2 separate regions of the Capra hircus genome follow, and region 1 is linked to region 2. The links are chromatin contacts, called in public Hi-C maps. All regions are on one chromosome and are shown on one strand. Each heading gives the region's core, a stretch centred on a gene start, on an enhancer-like site or on the middle of the called end of the contact. The rest is flanking DNA. Distances are from core to core; before and after follow the strand shown. Region 1 has its middle 250 kb from the start of ZNF438. Region 2 has its middle 120 kb from the start of ARHGAP12.

Region 1 (5,949 bases), core at 1,360-3,859, 960 kb before region 2:
TGGGATTTTCTCAGCACAAATGACCCGCCTGATCAAGGGATCTAGTAGCCAGGTGGCTTCTGGGTATCCTTGCAAATATTTGGTTTCAGAGAAGGGGTCACGTTACAACGGTTTAATATTTGGAGGCTGAAAGGGCTGCAGCAATAAGCTGTGTCCCCTTCTTGTCCCCCAGCCTCCAGCAGACAGCCCACAAAAACGTGGGGCTCATGTTCACACAGAGGGCTGCTGGTTTTATGGGCTGGGGGAGAGGGGCGGGAGAGGACGGTCATGGGCAAGCTGCCTGAGAGTCTCAATTAAATGGGTGTCAGCTGCCAGGGACACGGCAATCAGGAGGGGAACACCTGAGTCCTGGGGGCCTGACGTTGTATGAGGGTCCCCTGTTCAGCCACAAAATGCCCACAGACCTGTCCTTACCCTGCCTCCCAGGGCCAACATCTCCCCACCGCGTGGTCCCACCACACAATGGCCCCTATGCTTGAAGGATGGCCCCAGTGCTAGCTTCTGCCCTCTCCAACTCAGAGTGGACCCCCAGCCTCTTCGCTTTCTCCCCTCTGTAGAAGCCCACTCACCCTTGGGAAAAGGTAACACATTGGTTCACTCTAAAATAGGTGCCTGGGGATTCCCTGGTGGCTCGGTGGTAAAGAATCCACCTGCTAATGCAGGAGACACAAGTTTGATCCCTGGTCTGTGATCCCTGGGTCACGAAGATCCCCTAGAGGAGGGTACAACAACCCACTCCAGTGTTCTTGCCTGGAGAATCCCATGGGCAGAGGAGCCTGCGGGCTACAGTCCACAGGGTCGCAAAGAGTCGGACAGGCCTGAGGTGGCCGAGCACACGCTGGGAAGACCCCACATGCAGCAGGGAAACTGAGCCTCGTGCACCGCAACTACTGAGCCTGGGCTCTGGAGCCCAGGAGCCACAGCTACGGAGCGCAAGCACCGCAGTTACTAAGCCTGTGCACTCTAGATCCTGTCCTCAAGGAGAAGCCACTGCAATGAAAAGCCTGAGCACCGCAGCTAGAGAGTAGCCCCCAGCTTGCCGCAACTAAAGAAAAGCCAGCACGGCAACGAAGACCCAGCACAGCCAAGGGTGTATAAATAATACATAGTAAAAGAATAAAGAATAAAATAAAGTAGCTGCTTAAGTCGCATCTCCTCAAAGGCAGTTCCCGTTCAATTGAGGGCTCAGCCTGAAATCAAAGGAATGGGTCTGTTATTGAGGAGTGTTTCAGGAAATGACAGGAAAGGAGAAACTCCTGTCCCCTGCACTTTAAGCTCCTTCAGGAAAGAGGAAAGGAGTTGGGGACCCCGTCAATTCCCAGTGCCGGCTGCTCCGTAGCCCGGAATCCACTCTGTCCACCCTTGCTCTCTAAAGGTGGGTTATTCAGCATCCCGGAAAACAAATCGCTTGGGGACGGACGCTGGGCACCAGGTGGCGCTGTTGCCCAGGGCCGTCTAGTTGCCCTCCGGGCGGGGAGGATGGGGAACGCGGGTGAAGAGAGGGTAACCGCGGAGTGCGGTCTTGGAGGTCGGGGGTGCTTCCAGTCTGGAGTTCCTAACTCAGTAGTAAGTGGAGGGCGGCCTTTAAAGAATGAAGCGCGAATTCTTCCATGCCATCCTCAATCCTCATTATAAAGCCCAGCGATTCTCCAATTCCTGGGGTGAGGGGCTGGGGCCGGGTCAAAGACTTCGAATAGTGGTCCCCGAGGGCGGGGCCGGTGGGGCGGGACACCGCTCTTTTCGGGTTCTGGCAGGGGGGTCCCGGGACGTTCCCTGGGCAGTACGTGCCATCTTTCCAGGATAGGCGCCGAGTCCACGGCTCCCAGAGCGGATCGCAGCGGGTCCCGAGGCGCCCCCGCCCCCACCTTGGTCTGGAAAAAGCCAGAGCATCCCTCGGCGCTGGGCTTTCTTCACGTAAAGTGATTACCACGTGTCAGAAAGAAACTGCTGCTTTTCTGTATAACCACAGACCACTTCGGAGAACAGGGACTTGGGATCAAAAAGGAAAACTGTTTCAAAACAAAATACTGCAAGCTGGCGCTTTCCCCCCATTCTCCCCCCCCCCCTTTTTTTAAGGGAGGGAGGATTGAAAAACAAACAAACAAAAAAGTAAGTCGGCATCTTCTCTCAACTGCAGCTGATTTCCTGTGTAAACGAAAACCATGTGATATTCCATAAAGGCTTCCAGCTTTAAATGACAGGAAATGAAAACCATCACGGAAAAGGAAAGCTGCGGAGTCAATTCCCAGCGCAGATATCATTACGGCGACAGATCAGGGGGATGGCTGCTAATGGGGGCCGGGCGCCGGCGACAGTGACTCCCCCCGCTCCCACCCCCGCAAATGTTTCTTCTGCGGGAGAAATGGGGCGGCGGCGATCACACCCCGGCGCTGCGCCCGGCAACTGGGCTTTCAATTAGGGACCGAGCTGGGGAAAGCAGCCCTTTCTTTCTGCTCGCCTCACCCGGGTCAGGTCACGACCCCTCCACCGCGTTCAATCGGCGGTGCCATCCATATGCATGAAGGCTAATTAACTCTGAAAGGCCCGGCTGGCTGGGCCCTCCCCGCCGCGCTGGGGTGCGGTGGGGAGGGCTGGGTGGGGAGGGCGCGGGCCTGGATGATCTCTCCCCCCACCCGCTCTGCAGCTGCTCCCGCGCCGGCCGAGTGCGCACGTGTGCTCGGGGAGCGCGCGTCTCCGCGGCGCGGGGACCTAAGGGTCCCGAGAATTAGCCGCATCATTTGTCGCCAGCCTAGCAACACGTGCTGATTTATCCCGATGGCTCCCGCCTGGCCCTGCGCCCCGGGCCCCAAGTATGAAAGGGATGCTCATTCTAAAGGGAGTTTCAGGTTCCAGCCACAAGGCTTCTAGCCCCGAGGCTGGCTGCCTGTGGGAGCGAGCGTGGGTAAGTCCCTCCCACCTCTCTGGGTTCCTTGCCTTTGCTCTGCTCTGACGTGATGCTGCTGGGCTGGAAAATCAGTTAGGCACTTTTCACTGATGATAAATCCCTAGAGATCTAGCCAGCTGCCATATTTTCCCTAGCTCTGAATATTTTTAGGTTTCCCAGTTCATGACAAGCCAGGAGGTACCTTGGTTTCCACGAGGTGGCAATCTGCGGGGTGATATTTTCTACTTTCTTCGGTATCAGATAAGACTCAAGTTTAGATTTTACAGACTACGTTGAACTAGTTTAAGCAAACTAGAGAATATATGATGGATGCAGGGTTTGTTCCTGGACCCACAATCTAGGATGTGCCAGACTCAGAAAGTTTCTAGTTTCTCCTTCTCTCACCTTTTCTTCTCTATTTCTGCTGCTTTTTGTTCGTGGACTGGCTTCCTCTCTACTTGTTTCTCAGTCTACCTGGCACAGAAGAGGGTCCCACTCGACAGGTGAGCTCAGGGCAGACCAGGTGAGACTGCATATCCTGCTTTCAGGCACAAGTCTCGGATTGGCCCACCTTCGATCACCATGCCTGGTCCTGGCCCAATCAACTGTGAGGAGTTAGTCACATGATACAAACATGGCTGCCAAGGGCCCATGGAGGTAGGGACTACCTAAGGGGTGGGAGAGACCAGACATGCCAAAGGGCATGTACTTCTCTGTCTCCTTCTGTCACATGTGACCTACTTATTTAACTTATATGCAGAGTACATCATGGAAATGCTGGGCTGCAGGAAGCACAAGCTGGAATCAAGATTGCCAGGAGAAATATCAATAACCTCAGATATGCAGGTGACATCACCCTTATGGCAGAAAGTGAAGAAGAACTAAAGAGCCTCTTGATGAAAGTGAGAGTGAAAAAGCTGGCTTAAAGCTCAACATTCAAAAAATGAAGCTCATGGCGTTGGATCCCACCACTTCATGGCAAAGTGATGGAGAAACAATGGAAACAGTGACAGACTTTCTTTTCTTGGGCTGCAAAATCACTGTGGATGGTGACTGCAGTCATGAAATTTAAAAACGGCTTGCTCCTTGGAAGAAAAGCAATGACAAACCTAGACAACTTATTAACAAACAGAATCATTACTTTGCCTACAAAGATCCATATAGTCAAAGTTATGGTTTTTCAGTAGTCGTGTATGGATATGAGAACTGGGCAATAAAAGCGGCTGAGCACTGAGTAACTGATGCTTTTGAACTGTGGTGTTGGAGAAGACTCTTGAGAGTCCCTTGGATAGCAAGGAGATCAAACCAGTCAATCCTAAAGGAAATCAACCCTGAATATTCATTGGAAGGACTGGTGCTGAAGCACCAATACTTTGGCCACCTGATGCCAAGAGCTAACTCATTGGAAAAGATCCTGATGCTAGGAAAGATTGAAAGGAGGAGGAGAAGGGGACGACAGAGGAAGAGATGGTTGGATGGCATCACTGACTCAATGGACATGAGTTGGAGCAGACTCCTGGAGATGGTAAAGGACAGGGAAACCTGGCTTGCTGCAGTCCAAGGGGTTGCAGAGAGTCAGACATGACTGAGCAACTGAACAACAATGTACTTACCTAATTCCGAGCCAGATTTTAACCAGGTGCAGGGTAATTTCCTCAGAGATGGCTCTAAGGGCACCTGTCCCACAGCTAGCTTTGCCTTATAATAAAGGGGAGGGCAGGATTCCTTATACAGAGTCCAGGGGTGCCAGGGAGAACATGCCTGCCTTCTCTCAGCATCAGTCAGTGAGTTAGGAGTGAAGTCACAGACTCCACCAAGACCACGGAGGAGGTGAAGCCAGCTTTCTCAGGAAGAGGTCTGTGGCCTGAGTCTGAAGAAGGGTGGGGATTGAGGGGTGGGCGGGAGGGGGGAGGCTGGTGAGGAGGGGGCGGGGGCTGGTCAGGAGGAAGGGGGGGAATGCATCCTGTTCTGAGGGAACCAGAGCTTACCTGCACATGTGACCGCCTCTCACATCAGACCTCTTGAGGGCAGATCAGGTTGGGAAGTGAGACTCAGCTCTTGGACATAAAAAGTAAAATCTTCCTTGACTAGTTAAGCAGAAATTGGATTTATTAAGTGTATTAGTAGGGATGAGCTAACCCTATCTCAACACCCAAATCAAAGTGGCTTAACACAATAAGAGGTTCATTTCACAGCACAGTCAGGGGGGACTCAAGGGCTCAGGCTCCTTTTCTCCTCCTGGCTCCACCACTTTCCAGGGACTTTGTGTCTTCCACTGCATCCTCTACCCTTCCTGGGAGGTAAGAGCATGGAGGATTGTACTGGGAGAAGTGGAGGGGAATTGGGGACCAGGCATGGAAGCCCATCTCTCTGTCCCCATTAGTCACAACACAGTCATGTGACCATGCAGCAAAGCCAGGAAGGCTGGGAAAGGAGGTCCAGCAGCCCAGCTCCATGGATGCCCAAGGATGAAGAGAAAATGGGTCTGGTGAGCATCTAGCCATTCTCTTAGGTGATGTTAGAACGTGCAGAGTCACAGGCAGGTAGGGTAACAGCAGAGGCTCTTACAGGAGCATTCCAGGAGCATTCCCAAACCCCAGCCTCAGACTCCATGAACAGGCTGTGGTGGCCTCTGCGCTCAAAGCCACTAATTCCAGATGCCTGCTTGCTTGCACACACCACCTCTACTCACACTAATGAAACTTCCAGTCCCAGGGTTGACCTTTCCGTGTCTGGGAAACAGCTCCCACCACTGCAAGCCAGATGTCTCTGCCATCACTCCAAACACTTTTTTCTCAAATACTTTCTTAAATATTTAGGCCCTAGGCGGAAACTCCTTCCTCGTCTGCTCACCCCCTTCTTTTCACCCCAGGCTACTCATTCCTAAATTCAGATCTTGAATGGGAGCATCTCAAGGGTCAAGATTTGATCCTTTCTTCCCACAGGGAGGGCTAGGACTTTGAGTTCAGACTTTTATTCTGGGAAGGCAGGACTAGAGAGCTTTTTCTGTAAGCAGGATATAGACAGTCATAAACAAGATGGATTTCCACCATCGGGGTGAGTGG
Region 2 (5,911 bases), core at 2,427-4,926:
ATAAATGTCACACTTACGCTGGTGCCCTAAGCCCAGGTATAAACTCCTCCAGAAATGATGGCAGGTTCCCCCTGCCTATCAGACTTTTCAGAAATTGAGTTTTCAAAAGTTGTTGAATTGTTTGAGATGAGCTTCACACACAAACATCCCTGTCGTAAGGAGAAATTATTCTTCCCAATGCTCTGTTCTGAAAACACAATGAGATGGAATACAACTTTGAAAACAAGTTTAGATTCCTTGCTCTTCAAATGTAATTTCAATGTTCCTAATTTTACCATTTGTGGCCCTTATGACCAGCTACCAAACAAAGTAGCTGAGGATCCAAGAAAAGTTTCAAGATAATGTCTTCTTAGAAGCAGAAAGATAATAATTTCAAGAGCAATGCCAAAAGAGGGAAAAGGCAGTTTCTAAGGCTTAATAAGGTCCATCCTAGCTCTGTTTACCACAGATATGCTGAGGGCTGATATGAGAAGGGAGGGAGGAATAATAATAATAATAAAGCTGTAGCAAGGGCTTCAGTGTATTTGAAAACACAGCACCTGCAGTGTGGGGACGAATGAAACAAAAGGGAGGAACGTGTCGTTTCTCGTTCACCTTCCACTTGCTGGTTCAGCATCCATGAAACACATCACTTCATCGTTGCTCGTCTTTACTCCTTTATTCATTTTTCTCCTGGATTATTGGTCTTTTCCTTCTTACCTTCTAACAGATCTTTAAATATTAGGGAGATTAGCCCTTCATCTGTAACAGATTCTGGTAATCATGAAAGAATAGTAAAAGAATATACAGCTAATAGCTATAGTAAGAGAAGTGAAATATTGAAAACTACTAGAGACAAGACAAAAGGAGGGGAAGAAACACCATCCCGTGTTTATGGCTGTGAAGAATTTTTAGGAACTGAGGACAAGAGATCAGATGTTACGAAAAAAGCTGATTATTTCACCAACACGATAACTGAAAACATTAACAACTTTGGCATACTTTCTTCTCATTCTCTCTAACAGTGGCATTAAATTTTCACTTGCAGGGTGTATGTAGTCATTAAGGACTATATACCCTCCTGTTGGTCCTTGCTGAGTCTTATTTCTATGAGCAGTTAAATGTTTAATACACAACTAGTCCTTATGCTGATGTTTCTGAGACATTTTGGTAGCCTGAAACTAATCTAAACTTCTGTAATTGATCCTAAAGATGGGATCATGAGAAGAGTCTTGAATTCTTAAATGCAGATGACAATGTCTGCCTTTTCTACTTCAAAGTTGGATAGAAAAATCCCTTGACTAACTCTTTTCTTGAGAATCTTAAACACATTGCTTCTATTTGCATCTGGTATAATGTGTTAGTTGAAAATTCTGATAATCTAACAATTTCCTTTACAAGTCACATGTCATTTCAAACAGATGCCCCAAAGATTTGCTTTTCCTTACAGTCCAGTAATTCCATTAAATGTCTTGATGGTTATATTATTATACTGATATTAGTTTTATGTTAGCTATATTAATGTTATTTGGTGTGTTCTAATTTTTTTTAACTTAAGAAAAGTACTCCTGAAATATTGTCTTTTACTTGCCCTTGGTTTTCGTATGAACTCCTATTGATTCTGTATTTGACCTTATCTCCATTGTCACTTTTAAAATTTTTTTCACATCTTTTAAAGCATTATGTTTTATTCATCTGCTGTTGTTTCTATTTACAATTCCAAAACATTTTAATTCTGTCCTGAGTTCTGTCATCTTAGTTCCTGTAATTCTGATTTGATGTTGTTCTTTCATGTCTAATACTATTCCTTAAAAACCTTGAGTTCATTTTGAAATAAAAGATTAGTTTTCTTTATGGGCATGTGTTTCTGGAATGCTTCCGTTTCCATAGGGATGCTACTATACTAATTCTTTTTCTCCTCATAATTTCATATGAGAGTTGGCTTTGATGCTATTATTTTGCTCATTTTAAGGTAAAAGTAATCTTCCTGAACTTTTGGACTAAGGATTCAAGAAAGGTTCATTACCTTATCAGATTCATTCTGGTGTTGTTTCTGAATTGTGTTAAACATTATGGAAGAGCAGGGGAAGGAGCTGCATGCTGAATTTTGGAGGGGGCTAGCCTGGTGGGCTGCCGTCTATAGGGTCGCACAGAGTCGGACTGAAGAGACTTAGCAGCAGCAGCAGGCTCCTTCAACCAGCAGCTGGCTGAGGAGCAAAAAGCTCAGCAGAATTATCTGAATTCAGTAATCTACACCAATCAACGTATAGCTCAATGTTACCTGCAGTTCAACACCAGCAGCCGCTGAGCTCAGGATGGTCCTGTCTCCCTCCTCCACCGTCAAACTCACAGAGGCTGAGTCAGAGAGGAAAAAGCTGCAGACCCCCTCCACCAACCCATGTCCTGAAGAGTGCTGAGCCTGTACCTCACCTTTGACCCTAGATAATAAAGTTATTCACTAAAGGAAAAAAAAAAAAACCACGGCAGTTTGATTTCTGGGACTTCTTGGCTCCATCTCCCCTGTGCACCCTGATGTAGACAATCTTGTTGATCCACTGTCCCTATCCTGCCCAATTTTGATTCCACTCCCAGCAACCCTTCTTCAGTGAGAGGCCTTGCCCTGAAAGGGACCTCTAACAAGTTAGTTTTGAGAATTCCTAGCAGAGAGTGACTCAGCCCCTCCAGTCCTGGTGGTTATACTGCAGTCCTCCTGTCCTCGGGTCTGTCAGATGCTACCCTATGGTCTCTTTCCTGCTCCTCTCACAGACACCGTATCCTTACAGATCCTGGAGCTGGTGGAGCTTTATCCACAGTCGCTTGTCTTTTGGGGGTTGTGAGGGTATGTTACCTAGTTTTGCTGTCGTCATTATGCTGTTTTATTGTGAGAACTGAAAAACTATGCTGTAACCAGCATCTTCCCAGAATCCTTTCCATGTGTCTTCTTCACACAGGAGGTATGACACGGATTACTCATGTGACTGCTAACAACGTTGTTCAATCCACGATTTTTCTGAAACTTTAGCTAATGTTCCACTCCACATTTTATTGCTTCCCCATGATGATCCATCTGCTGTTTAAAACCAGGCCTCATCCACTGAAACGATGCTTCATCAAAGCCATCAATATTTCCTGTATTTATCTGACAAACTTGCCTAACTTCAACTCAACAAGTACTCAAATTATATATGTCATTCTCAACTCAATCTACCCAATCCCATAGCAATAAATCTCAGCTCAATCTCAGCAAGCTGGCCTGACCACAACACTAGCAGCTGACTGGAAGGCATATTCATAATTTATAATAAAACTACTGAGACTAACCATTTCAGTTCACCTACTCAGTAAGGGTTTTACGTCAGAACTAAATATACACCAGTTGTCATAATACCAATCTCAAAAACATAAACACAAAAGCAGGGACTCTGTTTCGTTCACCATCATATCCCCAAAGGTTAAAGCTCTGTGTTAACAAAACACATTCATATTTATTAAACAAAGTCAATGAATTTGTTGAATGAATAAATGGGATCTTAGAGACTGTTTAAAGTGTCTTCCCAACCTCCTATGCAGTGGGAGATGTTTCAGAGCTGCCTGTTATCTGAAAAAATGATTTCGTATCGTCTGACGCTGGCTTTGTGGAACACTGACGCCAACTGAATATGCTCCAGCTGCTTCCAAGAGTGGTTAGACGGGTAAGAAGGTTCAGCTGTTGGTACTGGCCATGCTCAGAATCAATTTGGCTGATGTAACAGGTCAGGAGGCAGAGCCATAATCAGAGGGCGTCGAAAGGTGCAGCCAGGTGTCAGGAATGACACATCTGATCCGGTTTCCAACATGAGTGTTGAATTGAGGGAAACATAGAACAAAAAATACTGGGACCCCGCCATCTATAAAGGGGGGGACCACACAGTTGTGCTGGCTTCCACAGAGGCCCTTGATTCAAGTCTACCTGCTCCAGGAAATCTGGATGCTGTGGACACAAGGGCCTCAGGAAGCCCCAGTACAGCCTGTGTGAGCAGCCATTCATCTGACAGTCCAAGGCAAACAGCAACTGCTGAGACAGGCCGCGTGCAGTCACCAGAATGCACGTAACACATAAAAGAGAAGTTTCAATATGTCCCATAAATAAAGATGAACTTACCTTGAAAACAGATGCCCACAACAGGTAGACAAGCTGCTGCTTCATCAAACAATATGTGAACATGCCAGAATATGCTTTACCTAAATGCATCACAAAGTTTAAACAGAAATAACGTAACTAATTAAAATGTTTCTTCCCTTAGGCTCATCCTTCTGGGCCTCCATAACCTAAAACTGTGACTGTGAGGTCCCAGTAGGTCTGTCCTGCTTGATCCATCGACCAGTTTTACTTAAGTGTTAAGATACCCATTTCTCTTAACCAAATATATAAACAACCTCTCAGAATGTCCAGCAGGAGGCCCTGAACACCAGGCTGAGTCTCTACTAGTCATGACCCTGACCTGACAGCTGTTCTGACTTCTACTTACGCATAGGCCTTGTTGATAGTTCCCACAGCGCCACATCTCCTTCTGATGTCAGCACAGGTTTCATCAACATCACAGGGTTCACAACTTGCAGGTTTCACTAATACTTGCCCTGTGAGCCACAACAATTAGAACTACCTAGGGAATTCCCTGGCGGTCCAGAGGCTGAGATCCATACTTCCACTGCATGGAGCATGGATTCGATCCCTGGCTAGGGAACTAAGATTCCACATGCCTCAATTAAAAGTTCCCACATGCAGCAACTAAGACCCCTGCAGAGCCAAACAAATTTTTTAAAATATTAAAAGCAAAAACAAGCAAGCAAACAAAACAAAACAAAAAACTACCTAGAAGATCTGGCTCCCGGTTAAAATCTTTACCAAAGGCTGTTCTTCTGAAAACATTGGGAGAGGAAGTAAAACGAAAGGAAGAGCGGGTTGATGAGAAAAATTAAGAAACCAAACTTTTCTGGACTCATATTGTGGTGGTGCATTAAACAGTTACCTTGTTCTCGATGTGCTCTGTTTATGAGTATCATGAAAGTGCTTTTTTGCATTTTGGTTTTTTTTTTTTTCCCTGCAGGAGAAGGGAAGCAATGAAGGAAATGAAAGAATTCATTTAAGTGCCACAGTCACATAAGGCTAATCTGAAAAAAGCTCAATCCAGCTGAATACACTTACAGCCACCCCTGGTCCACAAAATTTCAGTTGAGAAGCCTAATTGAGATTCTTCAGGAGAACTCCCTGCCTTCCGTAGCTACAGAAGGTCTTATTAGCATTCTGGACGTCCTGTTCTCTGCCAAGGCCTAGGGCTGACTTCGCAGTGCCTGGGCTCCCGGCTTGTGAATTTTCAAGAGATTCTAATCACCATCATTGTAAGGCTACTGATCTTGTTTTGCAGCCCCTTTGCCTTTTTTTTCTTTTTTGGTTTCAAACTGAAGTTGCAGGTAACATGATTGTATTAGTTATACTGGAATACCGTTTAAAAACAAAAACAGAAATGATGCCCCACCTCAGGGACTGTAACAAACATGCTGAACTCACTAATTAAAACACCTCAGTCTCAAACTAGGCCATGTTTTCTATAAAAGAGGATCGTTAGTGCAGACGGCTGGAGTTGAGAGACCAGGAAACTTAATAAAATCTTATTTTCTACCCATTATGGATGCAATATTGGAGTAGTTGACTTTTATAAGACCAATGAGAAGATGATACCCATCATCTGACTATTCTGATTTCTTTTTCACTAAATAGGCATGTTGTAGGTTCCTCTATGTATTTCTTCTAAATGCTCAAAGATGCTGGAGAGATCAGTGTTGTGAAAAACGGCATGTGTAAACATTTAATCAGAAGCCTCTCTCATGAACTGAGAAAGAAATCTCGGGGCACAATTATAGAATAACCTTTTTTCCCTCTCACTGCTATCTT

What was found. Hi-C and Micro-C count contacts between places; a contact is called where the count stands out from the background.
Region 1: a contact with region 2 is called in a Hi-C map of blood, with 4 times the contacts expected there. The contact joins two enhancer-like sites. A contact is called at or near these places in 2 of 5 Hi-C or Micro-C datasets (both in blood).

The regions. Positions count from the first base shown.
Region 1 is chr13:33,846,676-33,852,624 of ARS1.2, reverse strand. No RefSeq gene overlaps it. Among named protein-coding and RNA genes, the nearest start is that of ZNF438, 250 kb to the right of the region's middle. Within about 2 kb of position 2,609, at least 4 of the 5 cell types and tissues checked have an H3K27ac peak or open chromatin away from gene starts, as enhancers often do.
Region 2 is chr13:32,885,301-32,891,211 of ARS1.2, reverse strand. No RefSeq gene overlaps it. Among named protein-coding and RNA genes, the nearest start is that of ARHGAP12, 120 kb to the right of the region's middle. Within about 2 kb of position 3,676, at least 1 of the 5 cell types and tissues checked has an H3K27ac peak or open chromatin away from gene starts, as enhancers often do.